Linked DNA regions of Anas platyrhynchos: region 1 is linked to region 2. The links are chromatin contacts, called in public Hi-C maps. All regions are on one chromosome and are shown on one strand. The core of a region is the stretch at or near the end of the contact, and the rest is flanking DNA. Distances in the headings are between cores, read along the strand shown.

The links. Hi-C and Micro-C count contacts between places; a contact is called where the count stands out from the background.
Region 1: a Hi-C map of skeletal muscle shows a contact between it and region 2, with 1.8 times the contacts expected there. The contact joins two enhancer-like sites. A contact is called at or near these places in 3 of 8 Hi-C or Micro-C datasets (skeletal muscle, small yellow follicle and subcutaneous adipose tissue).

The regions. Positions count from the first base shown.
Region 1 is chr28:3,337,313-3,344,618 of IASCAAS_PekinDuck_T2T, forward strand. KANSL1 (KAT8 regulatory NSL complex subunit 1) reads right to left here. Exons shown (of 15, transcript XM_072028706.1): 3 at 359-1,745. The coding sequence starts at 1,662. Among named protein-coding and RNA genes, the nearest start is that of KANSL1, 17 kb to the right of the region's middle. Within about 2 kb of position 5,174, at least 2 of the 8 cell types and tissues checked have an H3K27ac peak or open chromatin away from gene starts, as enhancers often do.
Region 2 is chr28:3,290,645-3,297,892 of IASCAAS_PekinDuck_T2T, forward strand. KANSL1 (KAT8 regulatory NSL complex subunit 1) reads right to left here. Exons shown (of 15, transcript XM_072028706.1): 4 at 4,751-4,892; 5 at 265-369. Among named protein-coding and RNA genes, the nearest start is that of KANSL1, 64 kb to the right of the region's middle. Within about 2 kb of position 4,642, at least 3 of the 8 cell types and tissues checked have an H3K27ac peak or open chromatin away from gene starts, as enhancers often do.

The DNA of each region.
Region 1 (7,306 bases), core at 3,924-6,423, 47 kb after region 2:
CATTTCGGGGACAGGGCCAACACATAAGCAAGAGAGCAGAGAGAACTGCTCATAGTATTTCAGGTTTGTATCTGCAGCATGCCTGAGCTGCTCCAGCCAGCCTCTTTCCAGGACTTGCTGCTCTGAAGGAACACCAAGGACTGCTGGACGCATGGAGGATTTTAACTTCAGCGCTCCATGCGCTGCCTGAGCTAGAAATGTGCCACAGATCACACCACACTGATTTTAACAATTATTTCTTTGATCTAAGCCCATCAGAAGAGAAAGGTGTTCCTACAAAATCCAGATTCTCCATCTGCCACCTTTCCCCTTGCTCTCCCCCCTGCCAGCAGTAAGGCAAAGCACGACTGCTACTTACAGCGGTACGTGGGGTTGTTCTGGGTCTGCTTTGGTCAGTTCCTCCTCTTCGACGTCAGACTCTCCTCCTGAGCTGCTGTCAGTGACATCCGAGTCAAACGCTTGTTCGCTGGATCTCAAGTTGGCCATACCACTGGCTGTGAATCTCTCCAGTTCTTCCGATATCGAATCGCTTTTCAAGAAGCTGCTCAGGCCTTCTGAAGTAACTGTCTCGCTCGCAGCTTTCCTCAAAGCTGCTTCTGCCTTTCTGGTCAACATCAACTGGCTCCGATGCCTCAGGGGGTCCAAGGTCGGGAGCTTGCTCAGAGTTTTCTCCAAGAAGCCACCCAACTGCTGTTGGATGTGTCTCTCCACCTGCTTCGCCTGCACCACTTGCAAGCGCTTCTGCAGCCTGCGAGCCCGGTTCTCAATGTCTGCCTGCCGTCGCAGCAATGCCCTCGTCCTCATCTCGGAGTCGAGAGCACTGTGGTAACCGGCCAGCAGAGAAGGTTTCTGCTCCTCCGACTTACCGCTCCCGAAGTCTGAGTGGCCAGCAGCACCGGGCAACCTGCTCTCCCCACTGCCACCCTCGAGCACCCGCTGTTGCTCCATGGAATTAAGGGAAGATTTGTTTGCAGTGCTATTATTGCTAAACGGAGTCGTGTGCTCGGCATCAAGGCTTCGGTGTGGAAGAGTGCAATTGGTCAACCCGGTCTTCAAATCCCCTGATTCGGAACCCCCTGCGTTATAGTCAACGCCCTGGAGGGCAGCGGCAGGAGGAGCACACTTCCCACCATTCAGAGCACTCGAGTTTTCATGGTCTGAATTGGTACTTTTGGCCAATTTCTTGGCCAAGCCGTTCACAGGCGCTTGCGGGAGAGGTGGCTGGCTATTAGTACTCATTGTTTTTAGATTCTCCAAAGTAAATTCCAACACCGGTTGCCTCCCCAACAGATCGCTTGTTTTCAAGAAGGACTGAGATAATAGAGAGTGAGATTTAAGGACTGTCTGCTTGTTGAAGACTCCTTGCAGCTTCAGAGGCTCTTTTGAAGGAACAGATGTAACATCCGAGCAGAGATAAGAGGCCACTAGCGGCTGCAGCTTGCCCAGCTCTTCCTTCGTAGGGTTGTTTCGGAAATCTAAACTGGGATCCTCCGGAGCAATGGCTTTCCTTTTGGTGCCGTTGGCAGCCAGGAGGATGTTGTTGGCGTTGCCGTTGCTCTCGGCACTGCCAGGCGACAAGGTGGAGGACGGGGGAGCCAGCTTGAATCGGATGTGGTGAGCTTCAGCTGCTGCGTCAGTGAGAGCGGGCGCCATCGCAGCCATTCAGCACAGAGAGACGGGAAGTCCAGCCTCTCCCGGTGCCGAGGCCAGCTCCACTGCCTCCCACTGCCTCTCCTGAGGACAGCCTGCAAAAGAGAAGAAGGAGAAAGTGAGACACCGCACTTAAATCGGATGCAATAAGCAAGACAACAGCAACCAGAGGTACCGACTCAACGGGCGCGCCATCCTCCCCCTGCCACCACCAGCCCCGTGCCGAGCGGAGCCACCCCAGGTGCCAGCAGGGTTAGGACAGAAGCAGCAACACACGAGCTGGCCCCAAGGATCTTCCCGAGCTGGTGCTTCTAACGACTGCCCTCATCTCACAGACCATCCACCGATCACCCCTGCATCCTTCCAGGCCTTTGTGAAAGGTTTGGCTCTGGGTACCCACAGCCCACTGCTCAGTGCCACCAGCTCGCCAACTTTCTCTTGAAAATCCTTGAGCTGTGCCTATAAAAAACTTTTCACTACTTCTGCTGCCAGCTCAGGTGTAAGAAGTGACAACGCAGAACTGGAACGTGCAACACAGACAGGGCCCGAGGGGAAAAAAAAAATCTCCATATGCTCCAAATCCCAGTAGCCCAAGAAACCCCGCAATCCCACACGGGCTGGGAACCCCATCACTTCCCTGAGAACAAGCCCTGGACTTCAAGGAAGCCGGTTCCCTGCTGTGTATGAAGCCTACTTTCCCAGAAGTTCATTTCCGAATAAGCCAGGTGATTTCCAGCGTTAGCTATTTCCATTTCTCTTTCAAAAACATGGATAAAGATTAACTCACACGCACCATGACGGAGCACTTCTACACTGGCCATAAGAGCAAGCCGCTGGCTTAACTCAACTAGATCAAACAAGAAAAATAACCAAAGGCATTTCATTCATATCCACTGCAACCTTTTTTTTTTTCCCTAGACATCAAGTTTCTAATAATTTACCTACTTCCTTTCCCATTAAGCATCAGCAGTTTTAATGCCTTTTTTTGTTCCAACTGCCTTCACAGAGCCCCCAGGACAGGCTGTGCTAACAAGTACGAGTTACTTTACCCTCCTTGCGCTGCAGAAGTTGTGCAGCACCTTCACAAGCTGTTTCAATGTCAAGCTAATAACACGGAATCGCCCTGATGTCTTGCCTGATAATGCCAATCCTCTAATTTCACATAAATTTGCATAAGCTTGTTGTAGCTGTTCATTAACGCACCCCAATGACCAAATTAATACACCATTAGATAGTCCTCGCTTATCCTGTGACAAGTTTGAAGACGTTGAATGAGCAAAATTCAGCAGGCAGCTTTGGTCTGGGCCTTGTTCGGCTGCACCGAGGTTGCTCCCCCGTGTCAGACCAAGCACCTAAGGCAACCTACAGAGCCACCTTTAATTCCCACTCGTGTCTGCTCTCAGAGCTCTGCCCTCCTCCTCGTGGACCTTCAAGCACTGCAAGATGAGCATCTCAACCTCCTTCTCCAACTGGGAATCGAGCAGGGTGCTCAGGTCAGACCAGGAGCAACCCGAGAGCAACCCCAGCTCTCCCCCATGCAGGTTGGGGCTCTACTTCCCAAATAAAGCAGAGCAAGACCAGTAGAGATGAAACCTTTTCCAAACGGATCGCTGATACTCTCGCCAGGTCCACAACTCACCACCTCCAGTCCTGCTCACGCTTGCCCAGCCCCCAGAAGGGTGGCACAGAGGAAGGCAACAAGGAAAAAGGAGACACTCGTGGGGGAACTGGTTAAAAAACAAGCACAGAGCTACTAGGGATGAGTTCAGACTTCAGAAGTCCCCTGCTGACAGAACTTAACCTCTTTTGTAATCAGCTATACTTTGTCCTCACTGAAAAGAAAGTACACTGCACACCTAAAAATTTAATGTACATCGCACTGAAAATAGTTTTGAAGTCATCATTTGGGTCCATAAATAATGACGATGACTCTTCGGGGCAGAAACAAAAAAAAAGGAACCTGCAGGGAACTTTCCACTTGTAGCTAAGATGCCCTTGGGAGAGGAGGGAGGAAGAGTGCCGGAATAAAGGACTTCCCCCGCTCCAGCCTCCTACCAAGACCTCCAACCAGACGTGAAAACCAGGAGGGACTGGAGCAGGCAGCAGGATCCCGCTGGCCTGCCTTGCAAAGGGAGGCTCTGGATCTGTGCTCTTCACCACGACTGCCACCGTAACATCACAAGGGAATGAGAGCAGCTTTGTGAACGCCCTCACTGCAAAAGAGCAGAAAAATCCACGCCTGGTGCAGAGGGCAGCGATTCACTGTGGACACATCCGCACTGCGCTGCAGCCGTTGAAGTTTACCAGGGCTGAAAAGGATTTCGGAGTAAATTTGTAGGTCATCAACTTCAGTTAAATTAAGAGAAGTAAGAAAACGGAAGCAAAACTTTCATGCTGCCTCTTCCTCCAGGTTAGCAAACTCGCTTTAAAGAGAAAACCCTCCTCCCAAGCTAGAGCAACCCCCCCGCCTTCACTTTGAGTTGGGTGCACAACATTTCAAGCCTTCTGAAGCCCGGGAAGACACCCTTCAGAGTTAGGCTTTGCTCTGGTAGCTTACAGATGACCTCCAAAAGTACTGGGTGCATGGCTTTTTATTTAAATCCTTAAAAACCGTGTTTCCCTAACACTGACTTAGCTCCCTACTGCTCTGAGCAGCCTTGGGAAGAAGCGCTCAGAACATCTGTGAGCGTGCTTCCCCCTTGGCTCTGCTCGTAGGTTTTGCTTGTTATTACAGCCCCATCACAGCATCTCTACCTCCTTCCTCCAAAACTGGGGGGAGAGGGCAGGAGGCACCTCGGAGGTGAGCAGGGGGACGAGGAGCAGGGGTCAGCGACACACGGACACAGCCCGAGGAGCTCTGAGCGGCTCTGGGAGCGATCTGGCAGTAATTCTAACAACCCACCCCACCAGCCTGAACCTTGCCTGCCCCTGGGACTCGAACCATGCTGCAAAGTTCTCCCTGAGCTGCTGTCACCCACCAAGATCAATGCCAGCACCCACAGGTCCCATTTTTTGGTATTCCTCCACCAAGGGCCTGCGACTCCGGGCACCGGAGCTGGCAGGCTCATGGCCCTCAGGAGAAGCCCGCTCCAAGCCTTGTTGTGGACACTGGAGAGCACCACAAACTCCACACCTGCCCTCAGCAGCCACAGCACCACCCTCACGCACGCCTCGGCCTGGATTTTGCTTCAAAACCCCCCAAAAAGGAGCTTCTTCTGGAAGGGCGACGCGCAGCCAGCCTGAGAGCAGCGCTCCGAATCCACAAGCACATCCTTGATTTTTCACTTCAAAACTAGAGCACTGGCAAAGCAGTTAGCGTTAATTAACAGAGGAAAGATGAAAGGCTGTAGCACAGCAGCTAAAAACAGGGTAACCGTAGCTCGCCCGGCTTCCTGAGGAGCACGAGCCAGGCCACCGAGGGAGGCGAGTCACCGGGCCGACTCGGTCAGGTGGCTCCAGCCACAGCCCCACGTGCACGGCGCTCGCATTCAAATCCTCACCCGCCTCCCAAAAATCAGAGCAAAGGGAAAAGAGTCAGCAAGGCCGAGGAAACGACGGGAGGGGAGGAGAAGCACGAGGACGGGGGCCGGTCACGCTACCACCACAGCGGCCGTCGGGTCGCAACGCCCCCGAAAACGACCTTCCTGCAGCACAACGACTTCGCCAGGTTTGGAAACTCGATTTTAGAGCCGGCCCTTGAAAGGAGAACTGGCTTTCCAAGCACACGGGCTTGTGCAATGCCTCAGAATATAAGCCCTGAACGGACACGGGGAGTTTTTTGTTCTCTGAGAAGTTGTGACAGGAGTTTCGGGAGGGGGGAGAAACCAAGCACCTGTGCTCACAGGAAGGCCCACAAGAAGTGGAGGGCTCCAAGCACCGAGGGCCTTACCACCCGGCTGCCCCCAGGCCTTGGCCACCCCACGCACACCTCCAGCCCCACAGGCGGCCTTGCCACCCGCTGGCACCGCTCACAGCCACCTCCCGTCGGTCTGAATTCCCCAAATTGCCATTTGAACCCTCACACGGAGGGAATTCCGCGTGTGAACGTCACCATCTCCCCTTTCACCACGCGCCCAAGCAGGCCGGGGCTGCTCTGTGAGGGCTTCGAGGCCCCCTCACTCCCCCAGATCTCCTCCAAACCCACTTCGGGACGTGCCCTTCTCCTACTCCTTGTGTTAGAAACGGGGACAGAGGAGGTTATGGGAACCCACACGGAGCTCAATGTGTGCACAAAGGGCCAGGCATCAAAGTCTCTTCATACCTGGCACTGCGACCACCTTCCAGCCCCCCCAGCTCCACGTCCTGGCAGCGGGGGCCGCACGTGGGGGCTCAGCACCTCACACCGGGTGCTGAGGGAGGGTCCCTCTGAGCTGAAGGCCGTGCAGATAAAGAGACCCCAAGGGAGGCGAGCACCAGGCCAGCTCCCACTTCCCCCCTCACCTCCTCCGTGCCCAGGCAGCTCCGCAGCCTGCGGGGTCACAACCAGCTTTGAGAAGAAACTCTGTGAGGATGAAATCCCCTCACACCCCATTCTGCGGCCGAAAGGCGGCATCTGAGCTCCTAACCCCACAGAGTAACGTAAAATGCAGGCACTCGACATGAAGCCAACCCCCTGAGCCCAGAAATCCTGTTCAATAACAGTACTGCACAACGCGCACAGTGGATCCCCTCCACGCCTCTTGTATCACCCCTCAACATTTTATGGTTGTCAGACAGATGTCTGCCAATTTAGGGAGGGATTCACAGAAGTAACTCTCAAAGCTTTAAGAAAACGCGACAGGCAAGTACAGGACGATGAAGTTATCGATAACCCAGTGGTCACATGCAGTTTGGCAGCCAGCGCGCCTCTAATGACCTACATTTGGGAAACGGGCCCCTTTTTCCTCTTCTCTTTTTTTTACAGAAAGAATGAAAAAGGTGAAGAACGTACTGAAGAACTGCAGATTTTTAAAATATATCCCTAACTATCTTCTGTGTATATTGACGCAACAGACCGGCTCCTAATCACTCAGGGAAAAATAACTCTTTTAACATTAACTTCCCAGGGAATTGTACTTCTGCTCTACAGCAAAGAAGAAGGAATCACTAAGCTCCAATTTTATAGCCTTTGTTTCCAAGCAGAAGCTCTCAAGATTAAAATAGAAGCTGGTCCACAGAAGTGGCAGGGTCTTCCTTCGACTTCAAAACCAGCAACCTGAGGTCTCCTTCTTCAAGCGCAGTTCTCTGTTTTGTCTGAATTCCTACTGGATATAAATAAAACTCCCCATGCTTTGCATAATTTAAGGTAGAAGAGTTCTTATCAATACGATGTCAGAAAAAGAAAAAAAAAAAAACATCCACAAAGCCAAATTAACTGTCATCTCCCTAATCAAAAGTATGGAAAGTCAAATAATTTGAAGCAAGAATGACTTCACCGGGTAAACGAAGCGTCTGGAGATAAAAATACCCCTTGCTTTTAGGTTACTCTTCAGAACAAAGTTGTTTTCTACAGCCAAATATAAAGCAGCATGGTTTAAAAAACAATAGTGGGACATTTGCAGAAAGCAGCAGTCTGACAGAGTACTAACAAAGACAAAAAACAAGCTTTAATTATTAAATCCAGGTCTCCCCCCTCATCCAGTATCAGAGAGATTTTGTTTTTCTTTCGCATAATCTG
Region 2 (7,248 bases), core at 3,392-5,891:
AAAGGATTAGTTAGGATTTTTAAGCTTCATAACATGCTAACGGCATATTGCACAGGTACCCAAGGAACTCTGGGCTAAAAGGTGTTTAAATCATATCATTCATTAACCCCAAAATAACCCGGGAGGGGGCAGGACCAACAGCGGGGCCATGGCCACGTGAAGCCCTGCAGGGATTCCCGCAGAGCCCTGTGGTTTGAGCATCCCTCCCAGCTCCAGGATGATGGAGCACCAGGTCCCCAGCATCACCCTGCTGCTGGCACTTACCAGCCGCTCAGCCCCGGGCTCCAGCTTCCCCTCAGCGCTGACGGCACGGGACGCATCATCTACTGCAGGATCAGGGGGTGCTGCTTCACCGAGAACTATCAGCCCCTGAAAAAGAGGGAAGGGAACAGGAATTAACTGCGGATCCTTCGGGTTCAACAGGGAAACTGTGCATCATTCATCCTCAAATAAAAACCCCATAACCTGAACCCACTGCAAAGCGGGGCTTGCATCCCCCCATTTTCCAGACGTGATGCCAAACCTAGTCCCCTGCTGGATTTTCCTGACACTGGAGCTGGACTCGGATGGGGAAGGATGGTGGCAGAGGACAGATCACACGCCTCCAGCCCTTTGGGAGCAGACACCGAGCTCCCTTTTCGCCCTTCCCCTCCTCCTGCACTCTCACCGGCTGCAGCGCGGAGCAGGAAGCGGCTGCTCTAACAGCACCGAGTGCAGCCAAGCAAACCATCTCGAGTGGGTGCCAGAAATCTGCAGTCAGACTCCTAACTCTGAGCAGATTTTTTCAAAGAAGTGATATTCACAAAATTCAATAAGGGAAGAACAACACTGATAAACAAGCCCCTGCCGTAGAGCTAGCGGGACCAAGCGCTGTGGCTCAGCGCTGTTTTATCAGCCTTCGCATGTGCTGCCCTGTTGGTGTTTCTCTCCAAGCGAAGCTCACTCCGGCAGCAGGAGGACTGCTTGCTCACTCCATGGCACAAAGTAAAATAAAATCATTACATTTATGCCTATTCCCAGCTATACCACACCAAAGCAGGCTAAAATGTGCGAGGGAGGACAGCCAGAACCTAAAGGCCATGAATATGGCTGGGATAAGCCATGCCGGAGCAAGTTGGATGGAGAGAACATTCATTTGGGAACAACTTCAGAGTTTGCTCTGTGTGTCCCAGGGCAGTCAGCCTGAGAGCGGACCCGGACGCATCATCTGGAGAGGAAAGAGCCGCCAGGCATCCCTCAAAGTCCTCAAAACCAGATTTCACACGTAACAGTGTCACTGACCGAAGCCATGGCACGTGGCCACTCAAATCTCTCGTAAGGTTGATCCTACACCTTGACACCATCTTCTGTACAACACGGCTGTGGCTTTCCAGAGAAACAGTGGTAGCTCATCGTTCAGGGACCGCTTATTTAAAAATAGCTCATTCATAAACTAAATACAACTCGACATGGCCTCAGCAATCAGGAAGCAGCCAGCTTCTAGATAAACACGACGACAATTTTCTATAGTTTTCTGAGATCCCAGAAGGCTGTTTAGCAGACGAGAGAGGCTGGAAGCCTAAAATCAATTAAATGCTGCTGTGCTGTGCTTGTATTCCTGGAAAAATCCCTCTCGGAAGCACCCATCATGTTCTGCTGCCGCTTCTCGAACCATCCCCGGGAGTGCTGCAGAGGAGGTCGCTCGTCCCCGCGTGTCCAGTGCAGGAGACAAGGGACACAAAAAGGGGAGGAACCGGGACGAAATGCAAACTTGGCAGCGAGGGAACCGCTTCCCTTTGCCGCTCCGGAAAGTGCTCAGGCTGTGTTTGCTCAGAGAGAGAATGAGATGGGGAAGCGTGCGCATCGGGAACAGGAACAGCCAGCGGGGACTTCTGCCTTCAGCTGAAGGCAAGAGGACGAAGCAAGGCGCCCGGTGGCTCAGGATAATCCAGGTGGATGTTGAGAGCAATGTCCCTGTGCTGGGGATTTGGCTGCACTCCCCTGCACGATGCCTGCGGTGTGCACAGCTCTCCCCCCATCCAGCCCATCCGCAGGCTGGACGGGCTCTCCGCTTTGAAGATATTTAATCTCTGGTATTTGCACCCATCTGAATAACAGACAGGAGTCAGAAGGGCAACATCACCCTTTCAACTCCCTTTCAGGCCAGGGAAAGTCACGGTGCTTGGCGAGTTATTCTGAGCTCACGCAACGCTTGCTTTTTACCAGCATCCTCCAAAATAAACAGAAATAACGAAGAACTCCTTTGTGCATCTCTCAGAAGCAGGTCCAGCTGAGGCTGGCAGCTTCTGCCAAAGGACCAGGGGGAAGGAAGGGGCTGAAGGCAGCAGGAGCCTTTGGAAGAGATGGGGAGTCCCCAGCAGTGTTGCTCGTCGTGCTCTGAGCCCGACACCACCGCACACATGTGTCCTGGTCATCGTGTTCCAGCCAAATCACCGCTACACAAAACTCCTCCAAGAGCTCTTCAACTTCATTTACCTCATCTACGGGGGAAAATTAAGGAGAAAAGAGGCACGGGAGAGGGAAATTGCTCTCCGTTCCTCCTCCAACAGCGAGCACTTGCCACCCACACGCAGGGAGGTGCGCAGACTCGATGGGGGGAACTGGCATCATCCTGCACCCCCTCTAAAAACAGCCCAAGGAAACAGAGCAGTGAAAGGAGACAAAAACACCCCGTTACCTTCATGGACATCCAGTCCCTTCAATCAACCACACGCACGCTTCAAAACCAACACAAAATCGAAGCCCGACAGCCAGAAACTCAGCAGCTGATGCCGAGCTGTGCACACACGCCTCTGATTTCTTGTTTTCCTCCACATCTTGCCAGGCTCCGACCAAAGCGCTCCCAAATGTGCTGAAAACACAATTAGAGCCCAGACGCCGGGCAGCGATGTACCCTCAAAGCAGAAGGTTGTTTTCCCCTGCCCTGTCCTTCCCTTGCTTTGCTTTGACAAAGCGACGCGCCCTGCTTGCAAGGGTACGCCAGGATGGAAATTTTAACATTCAAGTGCAATAAAACCAGAAAAGGAATAAAAAGGAATAGTGGCTGTGAATACCTCCAGAGCCTACACCTTAACCTCCTTATGTTTTAGGCCAAAAAAAGCCAGAGTTAAGGTATGTTGACCAAAAAAAAGACGGTGTCTCCAAATTCTTTAACTCTTGCCCTTGTACAGTTTGAAGTCAAGCCCATTCGAAGTCTCCTGTGTTATGTGTGTTTATTTCCTCGTCTTCTCTGCTTGCTGCAAGTTGATTCAGAAGTCTTTCTCTGAGCTCCTCGTTGATAAAACCCAAACACATTTGCCAAGGCATCCGTGAGCTCCACGACACCGACACGACAGCTGGGTGCAAGCGGTGACCTCCATGAATCCGTCAGAAGGACGGGGGCTGTGACTGCTGCTTTCCTGTGCAGCCCTCAGATCCCAAGCATCCCAACTCTTTTGCCACGCTAACTGGCAGGCTTCATCTTGAATTCACCCATCAGGTTACCGCAGTTGAGGAGTTTTTGTTTGAGCAAACGAAAAAAAGACGACAAGCTGTTTCCCAAACCCTCAGATGTACTTTTCGACTCTGACACAATGCTGTGACGTTCTCCTTTCAGACCTGGAGACTGCAACCTTAGACGCAAACACATGGGATGCTTGTAGCCATTATGGGGCCACTTCACGAGTCTGACAAGTTGTCAGAACCTGGGGAAAGCAGCACATCTTCTACTTCATGAGATGAGCTTCCCCATCTCCTTCCTTTATTAGCTCATAAATGTTTAGCCATTTTCTATTTGATACTTCAAAACCACCTTGTAAGATTTGCTTTCTTAAGGCAGAAGGGATAAGGATTCCTCTCCCTGATGTATTTATTCCCTTTCAGCTGGCCAGGCTCCTCCACCTACTCATTTCCAGCCCTCACTCACCCCATCAGCCTGTTCTTCTGCATAGCTGCATAACAGACCACAGTCTTCCTCTCCTGCCTGTGCCTCTCTGCCCCTCTGGAAGGCTCCCTCCCAGCCATCCCCATTCCACCATAAATCTTGGGAAAAAGAGTTCACTGGACACTGAATTCCTGAGGATCTCCAAGTTGATGCAATACCAAGATCCTTCTTGCCACAAACTCCAGACATTCCTCCCTGCAAGGCCTGACATTTAGACGTGCACGCCTGGACAAGTCTCGGTAACGATTCCTTCCTCATCCTTCTCTGCTCTCCCCCATCCTGCCATCTGAGAGCAAGTCTGAAAAAAAATAAATTCCTTCCACAGAGAAAGGTCAGCACCTAGAGTCTTTTTTTTTTTTTTTTTTTTTTCTGACTCAATTTTAAGCCTGTGCTCTGATAGCATCTGAAGCTAACTTCCTCCAGAGTCCCCTCCCTTCCCCAGCAAGCCTCTGGTCGAGCCGTTCCTTATCCCCGACTTCAGATACTCCCAAAGAGAAAGAAAGGTTAAACAAATCAAAGAAAAAAACAAGACTGGAGTGGTGGGCGAGTGCAACACATGTGCAAAAGCAGCAGTTTTGTTTGGCACCCAAAGACTGGCTTCTAGGTGAGGGATTGCTCTCTTCTTGTTACCGTATTGAAGCAGGGAAAAGAATTGCACTCAGCCCATGCCAAATTGCATCACCATTAGTCAGCGCCGTGCAATGTGCTCTCTGAGATGCAGGGGGGAAAAACTGCATCACGCTCTGCACACACACTCCCCACCGCAGCGGAAGGGAGAGAGCCATTAGGAGGCAGGGCAAAAACCCCACGTAGCCAAACAGTCCTCACCTTGTTGGCTCTAATCTGCTTGTAAATATCCGTTTGCTGCCGGATTCGGTATTCCAGGTCCGAGACGTGGGCTTGGAGCCAATTCCAGCGACTGACGATGGCTGCACGGTCTGCTGCCCATCTCCACTCTGCCCTTCGTCTCCTGCAAAAACAGACAGGGGAAGGGGGGATGATTTTGAGTGAGATTTTAATTACACAGCCCACGGAAAACCCGGCAGAACTGACAGCCAGATCAAAAGCTACAAGCTGAATGGCACGACCGATACCATCTAGCCACCACCAATAATTATCGGCCCAACTACAGGCGTGCTGGAAAAGCCATGCCTCCGCAGAGCGATATTAAACCAACTTTTGGTACCCGGTGATTGAAGTTCTGCCTATGCAAGCGTCAAGGTTTTACTCCACGCTCAGCTGAACCAGCAGCTCCAGTCCTACCTGGCCGCATCAGCCGGAGCCACTTCGCCAAGTCTCGAAGAAATAACACCCACCTGCCCGCCCTCCCTCAGCTCATCCCCTTTCAAAGCACCTCTGGCATCCGTCACAGAATAGGCTCGAACGCCAGCACAAACCACACGCCCACAATTAAGGCGCTGTGGCCACTCTCACAACGCATCATCGTTGGGTTTTCGGAGAGCATCTTCTGTTTGGAGGCGAGCAGCAGAGCTGACAGCGCCCTGCACAAGCTGCTGCCCTGCACGGAGGTGTTGCAAAGGAAAGGGGGCAACGACAAACTCGATTTCTGTCTCTGATGGCTCGACCGAGCAAAGAAAGCCAGGAAAAAAGAGCAGAAATTACCAAATGAGCTGCACCCCCCGATCTCACGGCTGCATGGGGGAGCCCACATGCTTTGCAACCCTTGGCTGATTTCCCACCTTCTTTATCTCTGCTGCGACCACAAAATACGGTTCAGCGGGAGCATAAATACGCTTTTGCTAGCACGTGGGCTACAGCGTCGCATTTTAGAGCCAACTGCTACAAAAACGCCCTGCTCCCCACCACCGAGCTCCAGGCAGGAATAAACACAAAGAGGTAAGGGACGCACAAATCCACGGCTCTGCTCTCCTACGTTAGAAGCTGTAACACCATGGGAATGGATCAGAAGGATCCTGATTCCAGTGGGTAAATACTAAAACTACCCAGAAAGAAAGAAAACCACAACGTGATGCAGAAACAAGGCACACAGAAGCGCACGCACGAATCCAGTGTCGCCGCACAACGCCTTTGCCACATCTGGATGGCTGAGAATAAGGAATTAGTGACAAAATAATTCCCTCTTCCCCCCATCCCTTCCTCCTACAGCATTTTTGGCACCGAGCACCTTGTCTAGGCTGGAGCACAGCCACCCCACCGCCCTCCCACCAGGCAGAGGAGCCCCAGCGAGGTCCAGGTTTTTCTTCCCCAACTACCCCAAGTCCCCTGCTGCTGAGATTGACCCGGTTGGAAGCTGAAACCAGCCACGAGAGCGCAAGCAATACTTGGTACACGAGATTTATTACCGAAGCACTGCAGAGACTGCGTGCCACAGCAATAAGCAAGTTCTTAGAAAAATCTGCACCTCTGATGCATCTGCCCTCGGTCAGGCGTCCTGCTACCAAACGTGGCCCTAAGAAAAGCACCGGGGTGACTACAGGTTTCACATCAGCTAAGCAAAATACCCTGAAACTAAGGAGTTGGCTCCTTCGATATACAAGCGAAACCCACAAATTCAGAGCAAGACGCGTTCTGCATGCTCTTGCCGGGCCGGTGGAGCGTGCGGGGGGCTCAGCGGTTGCTGGCATCACCCCATCACGGAGCTCGAATCCAGATCTCCATCCCAGCCAGGCTTAATTCTGTTCCACGAGGGATAACACCGCAGGAAAGGCAGGAAAGGGGTGGCCGGGCACTGGACCTTCTCCCTCCTCCTGCCGGGAGCTTTCTCTGAGTATCGCTGGGAAGGCAGCGCTGCTCCCACTCCATCACCCACGAGACTGATGGCATTTTTGGAGCATCATTTCCCACAAGGTTTTCCAGAGCACGTTACTTCTCCACCAGCAATGTTTCAGTGAAGTCCTACCACACTCTCATTTCAGAAGCAGAGGACAATTTCACTGGAGAAGAGTTCTTTTTTTTTACAAAATGCACCCTCAGCATCTGCAGGTAATCCCGACTTCAGGAACATCCCCAGAGTTTGGGATTCTAAGCCAGATCTCTGCAGGACTGTGCTTGCTCGCTGGGGATCCACCTTGGGAATATTTTTTTAAAAATCAGGTAGAAGAAAGGTCGAAAGCCGCCGAGAGCACCTCCGAACTCCTTCCTCCCCTGGCTTTCCTCTGCAAGGCAATAAAGCACCTGTACAATGCCACAAAGCCCCCGTGCCTGCTGGAACAACGCTGTCCTGCTCTGTGAAGCCTCACTCTTATTTCCATTACACAGAAATCAAGATTAAGGGTAAAAAAAACACCCAAAGCCCATTTCGATTCCGAGGCAGCACGGCGGTGTGAGCGGCGGCACAGCCATTC